2 separate regions of the Sus scrofa genome follow, and region 2 is linked to region 1. The links are chromatin contacts, called in public Hi-C maps. All regions are on one chromosome and are shown on one strand. Each heading gives the region's core, a stretch centred on a gene start, on an enhancer-like site or on the middle of the called end of the contact. The rest is flanking DNA. Distances are from core to core; before and after follow the strand shown.

Region 1 (5,556 bases), core at 2,214-4,713:
ATATGGAGAAGAAAGGCTCTTCTAAATGGAGAACAGGAACAGGAATTTGATTCTGTTTTGGAGTAGAAGGGATTCATTGGGGAAGTTTGCATGGTGTGTTTCACTTCACAAAGTGATTTAAAAGTTTGGGTTTATTGTTGTAGGTTTTGCACAGATAGGCTGACAGTTATGGAAAATTATCATGGCACTTTACTTGTAGGTCATAGAAAGACTGGAATAAAGGAGGTTAATTTGGTAGTAAAAGTTACAAACTTATGTAAACTGATGTAAGATGTTATTAGTTCTGCAAACTGAGACACAAAGCAAATGTTTTTATAAATGCAATGAAGTTAAAATACAAAATGAAAATATGAAGTCAAATATGTGTCTGTAACAAATATGACTTTTTAAAGTAATATCTGTTCTTTAAGAAAGGGCCTCTGAAAGAGATTTCTGAAATATTTTCCTGGGTCCTTCTCAAGGTCTTTTGTTCTTCTATCTTCCCTTCTAGGACTGCTCTCATGCTAGGTTGCGAGTATGGCTGCAAAGACGCAGTAGAAGTCTTAATGAAAAATGGCGCTGATGTAACCTTGCTGGATGCCCTTGGTCATGATTGTTTTTACTATGCAAGAATTGGCGACAATCTGGATATTCTGACCTTACTGAAGACTGCATCAGAAAATACCAACAGAGGTATCAGCAGTTTCTGTCACTAGAAAATTTAGTCCAGGTTAATAAAGAGCTACTTGAAAGGATTTAGATGGTAGAACTACAGTTTGTAGGGGGCAAAACATTCCTATGATAAATACTATTGGTTCACCTCCCTCTTTGCCTCAGCTATGAAGACTGACATTGTATTCACTTGTTTTATGGTCCAGTTTTTCTAGTCAACCCTACTCTACTGTGGAGTAATTTAAAAACTGAAAAGAATGGGCCAAATCATATGTTTTACTAATATATATATTTTTTGATGGGGGGGTGGGGCTCTTAAGCTCTTTTATCTTACAAGGCTTTAAAGAAAGAATCATTGTTTAAACATGTATATAAAATATTCAGCCAAGATTTATTAAATACTACTTGTGCCAAATATTTTTCTATGCTTAAGAGAAATTGGAAAGTACAGAAAAGTATATTAGTAAAATTAGCCACTCATCCTACCACCAAGGCACCTCTATTAACATAGTCTTCCAGTCTTTTCTCCATGCATAAAATTGAGGTTACCTATTTGTGAGCTGTAGATTACTTTTTGTGTAATGCAGTTTGAAGGCTTTCCCCCATAAATAAATATTTCTTTCTACAGTATGATTGTTATTGATGCGTAAAATTCTATCTATTTAATTTAATTATCAATTTTCTGTAGTTGTTATTTAAATAATCATTTAGTGACTACTATCCTTATGCATAAATATTTTAGCATATCTTTACTGTACCCTTAGGATCACTTCCTAGAAATTGAATCAGGAGGTTTCAACTTATGTACATTTCATTAAGCTTTTGATAATATATATCAACAAGTTGCCTTCTAATTTAGGAGTGTTTTAAATTTTGCATTTTTTACTTGCCTCCCCTCTCTAGCATGAATATTATCTACTGAGAGGTCATAGAAAAAAAAACACTTTGCCAATCTGATAGGCAAAGGTGATATTTCAGTCTTTTAACTGTAAGTTAGTAAGCTTTAAAATAAACTTTAAATTTTATTTCTTTAATATTGACTCAATTATATAATTAGGGAATGCATGTCTACCCAGTTAACCTGTTGTCTCTCTCTCCTCTCTCTCTCTTTAAATCTTCAGGGAGAGAACTTTGGAAGAAAGGACCATCTTTACAACAGGTTAAAAAAATTATATGTATTGTACAAGTTAAGTGCTTAGTAAACCTGGTTAGTGGTTATATAGAACTATTTTGAGTTTTAAATGCGTGTTGTTCTCTCTCTTCAGTTAATCATGCCCATGTAGAACCTAGGTATTGAGATCCTGAGGCTTTAACCAGATCCTGGCACTCAGCTTGAGACAGAGGGTCTAATTACAATGAATGTATCCAATGGGAAATATCCTGATTGCTGGCCTTGAACATCCAGTTCTTTCAAGTATGAAATATTGCACCTTGTTGAGATCCTTAGATGATGAATTTCAGCCTGGCAGGCCATAGACAGTTTCTTTCTACTCTCCCATAGTAACAAAGCTGAATATCTTCTGTTGGAAAATTTTTCAATGCAGTAAGAAATGAAAAAACAGAATTCAAAACTAATTGTATGTGATCTCAATGTCACTGTTAACATTTTGATTTCTTTTCCTTTTTCTTCTTTTTACCTTCTCTGTGTATTTAGTTTAATGAGGATCGTACCTTAAAAAACACAGTGCATGTGTGTTTCATACCTTGCACTATTATAAATTTACTCTTTAACCCTGGTTTTGTATCTAACTCTCAGTAGATGTCTAACCATTTCCCATAATATCTTTGAGTTAAAGTGAGTGGATGTGCTTTAGTCACTCTCACCGTCTTGCCCCAAGCGAGTGTAGACAGCTCTCCTCTTCTACTGGCTCTTCCCTTCCAGGCTTTCAGCTTTTCTCTAGTGAGAGGGGCCTGAACACTTCCAAACCCTGAAGAGAAAGTAATCAGGTACCTTCTGAGTGATCCTGTCATCATTCTGCATCATTTCTCTAGCTCACACCTGAATCTGAAAGCTGTGTGAAAGCATGTCTCCTTTTCAGTCCATCAGAATTAAGTTATAAGTCCGTGCATGGGTCATGTCTGCTGTCACTCTTCTTTTCCACTGGAGTAGCTGTCTTAACCTTCTCTCCATTCCTCAGATACCTAAGTGGGAGTGGAGGGAAGTAAAATGTGCATTCTTACATCTATCCTAGCCATCTCACATAGAATCATAGAAAAATGATTTCTGAAATATACAGGTATTTAAAATAAAGAATTATTGAATATTAATATGGGAATGGTATCCTGCTTAGTGCTCTAGAAGTTATCATGGAGTTAATATTCTGCTAAGGACAGTAAAACTCATTTGTTTCTGCTGTTTATTAAATACATTAAAAATATCTGCTGTAAATAGGACTTATTTATGTATTAAGGTGCTTATAATCCTTTTTATCAATTAACCTATAGTATAGTTTAAAAAATAAGATGTATTCAGTTATTTACTATATGCTCATTACTAAGTACTGGGGATATCAGCATTCAAGGTCCCTGCCCTCATGGAGCTCCCAGCCTAGTGAGGGAGATGAACAATAAGCAAATGGGTATCTAATTTAATAGCAGATGCTTTGAAGATAAGTGGAACAGGATTAGGGCATGAAGAGAGAGAGGGCGGAGAGCTATTTTAGATTGTGTGGTCAGGAAGTGACATTCGAGCAGAGGTCTAAAGGAAATGAGAAGGGAGCCAGGGGCTCTCTGGGCAAAGCCCCAAGGGTACAGGGAAGGGCAAGTTCCAAGCCCCTGAGGAGGGAGCTTGTTTAACATGTCCATGGGGCAGTAGAGGGCCAGAGTGACAGGAACCAAGGGCCAGAAGGGAAGACAGGGCCTGAAAGTGGTATGATGAGGCAGGTCAGATTCCATGTGAAGGAAGTTGCTAGAAGGAATGAGGCTAGAAATGTAGTTTGGGCCGAATTAGAGATACAGAATATAGTCTTGATGGGAATTTGTCCAAGTCTGAGCTCATTAGAATATTAAGTACTTGGTTAAGCCAAACACAACAAATAATACAAAACATAAATTACCTTGGAGAATTAAAATATTTACTCTTTATTTTGTTTGTTTTTTAGTTCTTAAAAAGGAAGAAAGCAATAGCTTTCTAAATTATTGTGTAGATTTCAGGTCAATTGGGGCAAAAAAAAGTTTATTTGCTCTCTTGTTTAATGATTGTGTTGTGTTTTTATTAAAGCAAATCTCTAAACTGGAATAAAGTTTCAAAGCAGTAAGTGTACAAAAACAGATCATGTATCCAACCAGATTACTTAGAAATCTTTTATGTAGCTTTAGTCAGTGGATTGTCTGTTTCTTTCTTATCACACCCCTTATTTTATTTCATCAGTGCTTAAAGAAATAAATAATTTCCATATTTTCTTTCATCATTAATGTAACTCCCCCTCTTCCTTTTTTTTTTTTTTTTTGTCTTTTTTTTTGCTATTTCTTTGGGCCGCTCCCGAGGCATATGGAGGTTCCCAGGCCAGGGGTCTAATCGGAGCTGCAGCCACCGGCCTATGCCAGAGCCACAGCAACGCGGGATCCAAGCCACGTCTGCAACCTACACCACAGCTCACAGCAACGCCAGATCGTTAACCCACTGAGCAAGGCCAGGGACCGAACCTGCAACCTCATGGTTCCTAGTCGGATTCGTTAACCACTGCGCCACGATGGGAACTCCCCCTCTTCCTTTTTTTAAACACTGAATTCTTTTTTGGGGAAATGGTAGCTGATGATTTATAGTACAACTTGAGTTTTGCCTCTAGTTTAAATTCTCCTTTTTAAAATATGATGGCTTTGGTTAAAAAATACTTAAAAATAAGAATTTTAAATTTTGTTATTTTTTAGTATTTTAAAATAGGTTATATTTGGTTTATTTAAAATATATATCCTTAAAGATGCTTTCCATTTGGAGTTTTAAGTGGAAACACTGCCACCTTGTGTTTTGTACAGCAAAATTTAAACTTGAATAAGCTGAAAATCACTAATTGTGTGTATTGTGTATTGAAGAAAATGTACTTTTAAAAATTCTCATCCTTGGAATTCCTCTTGTGGCTCAGTAGGTTAAGAACCCGACTAGTATGCATGAGGATGCGGGTTTGATCCCTGGCCTTGCTCATTGGGTCAAGGATCTGGTGTTGCTGTGAGCTGTGGCATATGCTGGCAGCCTCAGCTCCTATTCGACCCTTAGCCTGGGAACTTCCTTGTGCCACAGGTGTGAACCCAAAAAGAAAAATAAATAAATAAAAAATAAAAATAAAAAATCTCATCCTTGCTAACTTATGTTTTCTTAATTTTTACCAAAGCGAAATTTGACACAGATGTTAGATGAAGTAAATATGAAGTCAAGTCAGAGGGAGCATCAGAACATTCAGGTATAAAGAAAAAAGCTGGTATCTTCCTTTGCAAAGAATTCCAGTGCTATTTGTGCTGGTGTTGGGGAAAAGAAAGGGAGCACAAAGGTGGGGGAAGTGAGTAGGGGAAGGAAGGGTGGCTTATGTTTTGTAATTCTATTTTCTTGTCCAATCTCTTCTAAAAGAATTAACTTTTAATATGAATGTGTCAGTATTATCTTACAGGAGGTATTGTTTTAATATACATTAGGAAGTAAATAATAACTTTTTACAGCTTTTTGTTCATTTAAATATATCTTTTTTGGCCCATAAACTATAAATTTGTATTCATTTTAGAAAATTATAATGATAAATTGATAGTTATCAGTGTAAATAAAACAAAATCTGAACTTTTTCTTTTCTGTTTTTTTTTTTTTTTTTTGTCTTTTTGTCTTTTTTAGTGCTGCACTCGCAGCAGATGGAGCTTCCCAGGCTAGGGGTTGAACAGGAGCTGTAGTCACCGGCCTATGCCAGAACCACAGCAATGCTA
Region 2 (5,556 bases), core at 1,647-4,146, 170 kb before region 1:
TTTAAAATAGTTAAAGTGGTAAATTGTATGTGATGTGTATTTTACCCCACACACATACACACAAATTTGAGTCGGTTTCATGAGGTCAGATGAAACAATGCTTCAATCTGAGGCATCTGCAATTCCTCCAAACTCTCACCACAACTGAATGATTACAAGAATCATCTTCTTGAAAGCAAGAGCAAAACACACGCAATAGAAATTAATTCTCTTGGGAAAAATCACAATGATGATAATATTTTTATCATTAGAATTCCTTTAAGAGTCCAGTTATAACATAATAAAGTTGTATATCTAAACCTTCTAAATTTTCTAAATTTATTTTAAATTATTTGATAGGAGGACTGAAAAAAAAAATCAAAATTATCTCCTATGATTAGCTACAAAGAAACCCTAAATATATATCTTAGCATTATGATGCTTCTGACTCACCCATACTATAAAAATTATGATACCATTTATATTATATCCTGAATTATATAAACTAAAAGTATTTTCTTGTAATATATATCCACTCAAGAGAAAATGAATGGTTTGGAAAGAATCTGGATGAGGCACATAGTTCCTAGAAATACATTATGTATAATAGTAGACTAGGATTTGTCTAGTGAAATCAATCAGCAAACTTTGGAGGAAATCCATTTTGTCCAATTACAGTAAGGAATATTTTCAATTAATCTAGCTAACTACTGTTTACTCAAGATTATCAAATGGTCTATTTTTCCAAGTGTTTATTTTCAGATACATAATGTAATCAACAGCTGCCTCCCTGACCAGTGGTGTCCTTACATCCACTCTCCTTGGGCCCCTCCTTATCCTCCTCATGCTTTTACCTGTAAATTCTGCCCTTCACTTTCGAGTTCCTCCAGTAACATCTATTTAACAACTTTTTAGGAACAATCTGAACTGTGCCAATTGGAGGTGTCCAATTTGGTCAAAGAAGGAAAAATTGTGTTGTGTTTTGAGACACAGTTGTGTGGGAGATGGATGAGTATATTTGAGGGCTGGGGTGAGACAGGAGGGAAAGAAAAACATACGTATCTCAAAAATCAAATCAAAAGCCCTAAGTTATGGAAATGCCAGGGATAATGACGGCAAATTGTTTGGGAAAAAGAATCTCATGTTCCTATCTTATGAACTTCTAAATCATATGCTGCCAAATAGCATTAGGCTAATATATTTCCATGGCTAATCATTTTTCTCTGGAATGTTAGATATATGCCCCCAGATTATCACATTTTATCTATTATAAGACTCCATCAGTAGTAAGACATGCCATCATTTTACCTACTACTAAGAAAGAAAAACTTTCCCAATTAAACTATGATGTGCCATCAGTTTTAAGAAGGATCCTGATTCAAGAAATGCTTACATGTCAAAAAATAAAAAATAAACCTTACCTCTTGTAATTGATGAAATAAGATTCAGTTTTTACAAGAGGTGGTTTTTTGGTTTTGTTTTGTTTGATTTTTAAATTGATGTATAGTTTATTTACAATATTATGTTATTTTCATGTGTACAACATTGTGATTAAGTATTTTTATAGATGATACTCCATTAAAAGTTACTGCAAAATAATGGTTATAATTCCCTGAACTAGATACCATATATCTTTTTGATTTCTATTTTATGTATAGTAGTTTGTATCTCTTAATCCTATACCCAATTTGCTCCTCCCCCCCTTCCTTCTCTTCTTTGGTAACCACTAGTTAGCTTTATGTAGGCAGAAAATAAAATTTAGCTTTAGATTAGTGATCAAAATAAATATACTCAAAATTTCTAGTTCAGATTCTACTCTAAATCATGCTGTTTGTTCAGAATATAAAACAGTTTATATTCAATTTTAATACAAATCTGCTTAAATCTTACTTTGTTTTTTTCAGGAAGCGATGATGTCTGAATAACCAGATGAAGCCCACAATTCACCTACAATGTAAAAATTAAAATATGCTTTTAACACACACACACTCCTCCCCAAAACAGTACAGCTAAAGATATAACAAAAATTAGAATAAAATGGAATGCTTGCTTTTTGTTTCTTTTTTGTGGTAAACTATCATGTTCTGGGAATTTGCTGAAAACAATAAAATCAAGACTAAGAATTAGAAGGTTTCACTGTGGTTTATTTTCCAAAATGTCTGCAGCAATTTAACCCTCTACTTAGCACCTCAGGCTTTTGACACTTGCCATTTCAAGTCTAGGCAAATACCTCAGTGAGACAGGTGAAGGAGTTGGGGGTGCCTGTTAATAATAAATTATTTTCTTAATTTTAAAAAAAGTAATTGGCCAGTTAAAGGAATTTAAATGAACCCTAGCCTTTCACAGCAGACCAGCTCCACCTTCTGGGAAGCCCAGATCTACGACAAGACTTTGAATACCCATCACAATATAAAATACCCTCCAAGTGTCTTGGTCCAGTCCATGAATCTCAAGCCTCGGTCAGACAATAGCTTGAGTAGACTCAGCGGTCCGGGACCCAATAATACAGCCCATCACCTAGGACAAAGACGCCAGTTAGAAAGGACGCTACGAATGTGAGAAAAGTAGAAGACTCAACCTACGTTGCTCGCAGCTCGGCCAGAAACAGAGCGGTATTTTCCGGGAATCATGGCAGGAGACTGTCCAAGAAGATCTGTTAGATCTGCCTTAAAAGTGACGCTACAGCACAGATTCAAAGAGACCGAAAGGGGTCATCTCCCAGGCAACCCGCTCAGCAGTTACCATGGAAACTACCATTTCCGGTCTGGTCCTCTACCAAATCAACCGGCCAGTGCACCCGTTGGAGCCTCTGGTTATATTTGGAGGGCCCAATACGTCACTACTCCCTTGTTCTATTTTCCTGGCCAGAAAACAAGGGAGCAGGAATGTGGAGAGGAGGATAAGACCGGGAAAAGGCCGGCCACCTGGGTAGCTATGACAACCACCACTTCCGGTCCGTCCTTCTTTACGGCCCACCTCAGCTGGGCCCGCGCGAAATTTGTATCTCTGCCTGTGACCACTCTCCGGGGAGGATTGGAGGCAAGAGGAGGAGAAGGAGGATCTGCAAGAGCCTGGTACTCTCCGAGGTGGGGCCGCAGTTCGGCACTTCCGGCGGCTGGAGGTGGGGGGAAGACACGAGGCCGACGCTGCCTCTGCAGGTGAGGGCGCAGGCCCCCAGCTCCCCAGCCCCCTAGGCAGCTACTATTCCCGCCCGCTGCGTGGCCGCCCACTGCGGCAACACCACCAAGTCAGGGAAGTCGCTGTTCCGCTTCCCCAAAGACCGGGCGGTGCGGTGCAACCACTTCGTACGGGGCCGCCGCGCCGACTGGTATGGGGGCCGTGACCGCTCTGTCAATTGTTCTGACCACTTCGCTCCAGCCTATTTCAGTGTCTCTTCGGTGATCCAGAAGAACTTGGGCTTCTCCCAGCGCCTGAGACTCGTGGCGGGCGCGGTGCCCATCCTGCACTGGCTGTCCTCCCCTGCACCTAAAGGGGAAGAAGAAGGCGACCGAACGGGTGGCCCCGAAAAGGGAGAAGAACCCCAGACAGGCAGGCAGCCCGAGACCGCCCCGGGGCCGGCCTCCTGTACTGCCCTCTAAGCCAGGAAGAAGGTTGTGACTTCACAGGTAAAGGGCTTCTTCACAGTAGTCCATCGAGGGTCGTAAAAGCATCCCGGATCTGTGGCTAGGCTCCTCCATTTAGTGTCATCTTGGGAAAGTCACCTCATCTCGAAGTTTTCTATTTACTCAGTGATATCCAAGAGCCTATTTAGCACTGACACTTTGGAATTAGAATTCCTTCTACCTCCTCTTCCCCAAACTAACTCTCACTCTCTCTTCTCTCTTCCTCCCTCTCTCATCCTTCACAGTTACCTCCACTCTCTGCTCCTGAGATTTTAACAGAAAGGGTTTAATTTGAGCACATCTCAAGGAATGAGGTGTTTAAAACTATTTCTGTACAGCATAGTACATAAGCATACTGTCAAAACAATGGGGGAAGTAGAGATGCTGATGAGGTTGAGTCTTGCTGACAACCCCTTCCCACTCCTAAACTTCCTCTTGACCAGCTGCCTTTAAATTAAATCATTCTAAAGAGATGAATTTTCCTACCTTGCTCTCTTCTGCCTGCTTTCTCCGGTATTCATAAGCATTGATTATACTTATTTTGCACCGGGTCACTACTGTCTTCCCCACTTCCCATCTTAATACTTCCTAGCCTTCTTTGAGTTAGTCAAACTTCAGCCCTACCACCATAACATAGATTAAATTATGACTGTTAACTGGATCTAAAAGGTGTTCAGTTTTAGAGATAGAAAGAATTCACCAATAAATCAAATGATCTGTAAGTGACATTTTGGCTTTGAATATAAAGTGGTAGCTGTAGAATTTTAGAGCTGAAGGAAACCTAGGTGCTCATCTAGTCCAAACTCACAATTTATGCAGAAGGAAGCCAATATAGGAGGTTAATTTACTCAAGAGCCTATAATCTTTTCTCTAGGTCTAATTCCCAGATAAAATCTCCTCCTACAATACCAACCTACTTCCTACATTGGGATGGGTGCTTAAGATCCTTTAACAGTATCCTGCAATTAATAGGATGAAGAACAAAATTATTAGCACAATTTACAGGGCCCTGCATGTTTTTTGCCCCTGCGTACCACACCAGTCCTATCCCAGTCCACAGTCCTTGTTGCTCACTGTGCACCAGTTATGGTGATCTTTCAAATGTTTTATTAGAGTCTAGTTGATTTACAGTATTGTGTCAATTTCTATTCTTTCCAATTTTTGAACATATTATAACATGAACATACTGTCTTTCCTACAAATAAGCCTTTTCTTAGTTGTTTCATATAATACCCTGGAATTTCCCCCCCCATTCCCCATCATCATCAGTTAAGTCCTTTTACATAAAAAATTAGTTCAAACTTCCTTCCCTTTTGACCCCCTAATTATATACTCTCATTCTTCATATGCTTCAATACCACATACATTTCAGTTGCGCTTATCACAGTTGTCATGAAGTAATTATGTAATTTGCTTAATGTTTGTCCTTAGATTAGAGTGTAAGCTATATGAGAGCAGGGTTCTTATCTGATTTGTTCATTATTGTATTGCCAGTACCTAGAACAATATTTTGCAAGTTTTTTTTTTTTTTTTTTTTTTTTGGTCTTTTTGCTATTTCTTGGGCCGCTCCCGCGGCATATGGAGGTTCCCAGGATAGGGGTCTAATCGGAGCCATAGCCACCGGCCTACGCCAGAGCCACAGCAACACGGGATCCGAGCCGCGTCTGCAACCTACACCACAGCTCATGGCAATGCCGGATCGTTAACCCACTGAGCAAGGGCAGGGACCGAACCCGCAACCTCATGGTTCCTAGTCGGATTCGTTAACCACTGCGCCACGACGGGAACTCCAATATTTTGCAAGTTTTAAGGAATTCAGTAAATATTGTGGAATGATTATGAGATTGTGAGAACAATTTTTTTAGTATAGAAGAATTTTCAGTTTTTACCAGTTACCCTTCTCACCAAGCTGTATATATATACAGGAAAGTGCACAAATCTTAAATCAAGAAAC

What was found. A called contact is a pair of places that touch in the nucleus more often than the background predicts.
Region 2: a Hi-C map of omental adipose tissue shows a contact between it and region 1, with 2.1 times the contacts expected there. The contact joins the promoter of LRRC49 here to the enhancer-like site in region 1. A contact is called at or near these places in 11 of 47 Hi-C or Micro-C datasets (embryonic fibroblasts, fetal heart ventricle, fetal skeletal muscle and 7 more) and 1 of 2 datasets of contacts at active chromatin or transcription factors (skeletal muscle).

Annotation. Positions count from the first base shown.
Region 1 is chr1:168,376,563-168,382,118 of Sscrofa11.1, reverse strand. UACA (uveal autoantigen with coiled-coil domains and ankyrin repeats) reads left to right here. Exons shown (of 18, transcript XM_021100801.1): 8 at 491-672; 9 at 1,773-1,810. Among named protein-coding and RNA genes, the nearest start is that of UACA, 74 kb to the left of the region's middle. Within about 2 kb of position 3,463, at least 2 of the 83 cell types and tissues checked have an H3K27ac peak or open chromatin away from gene starts, as enhancers often do. A contact at or near this core is called in omental adipose tissue, where this site is marked.
Region 2 is chr1:168,550,701-168,556,256 of Sscrofa11.1, reverse strand. LRRC49 (leucine-rich repeat-containing protein 49) reads right to left here and starts at 2,896. Exons shown (of 18, transcript XM_001928481.7): 1 at 2,562-2,896; 2 at 1,870-1,926. The coding sequence starts at 2,609.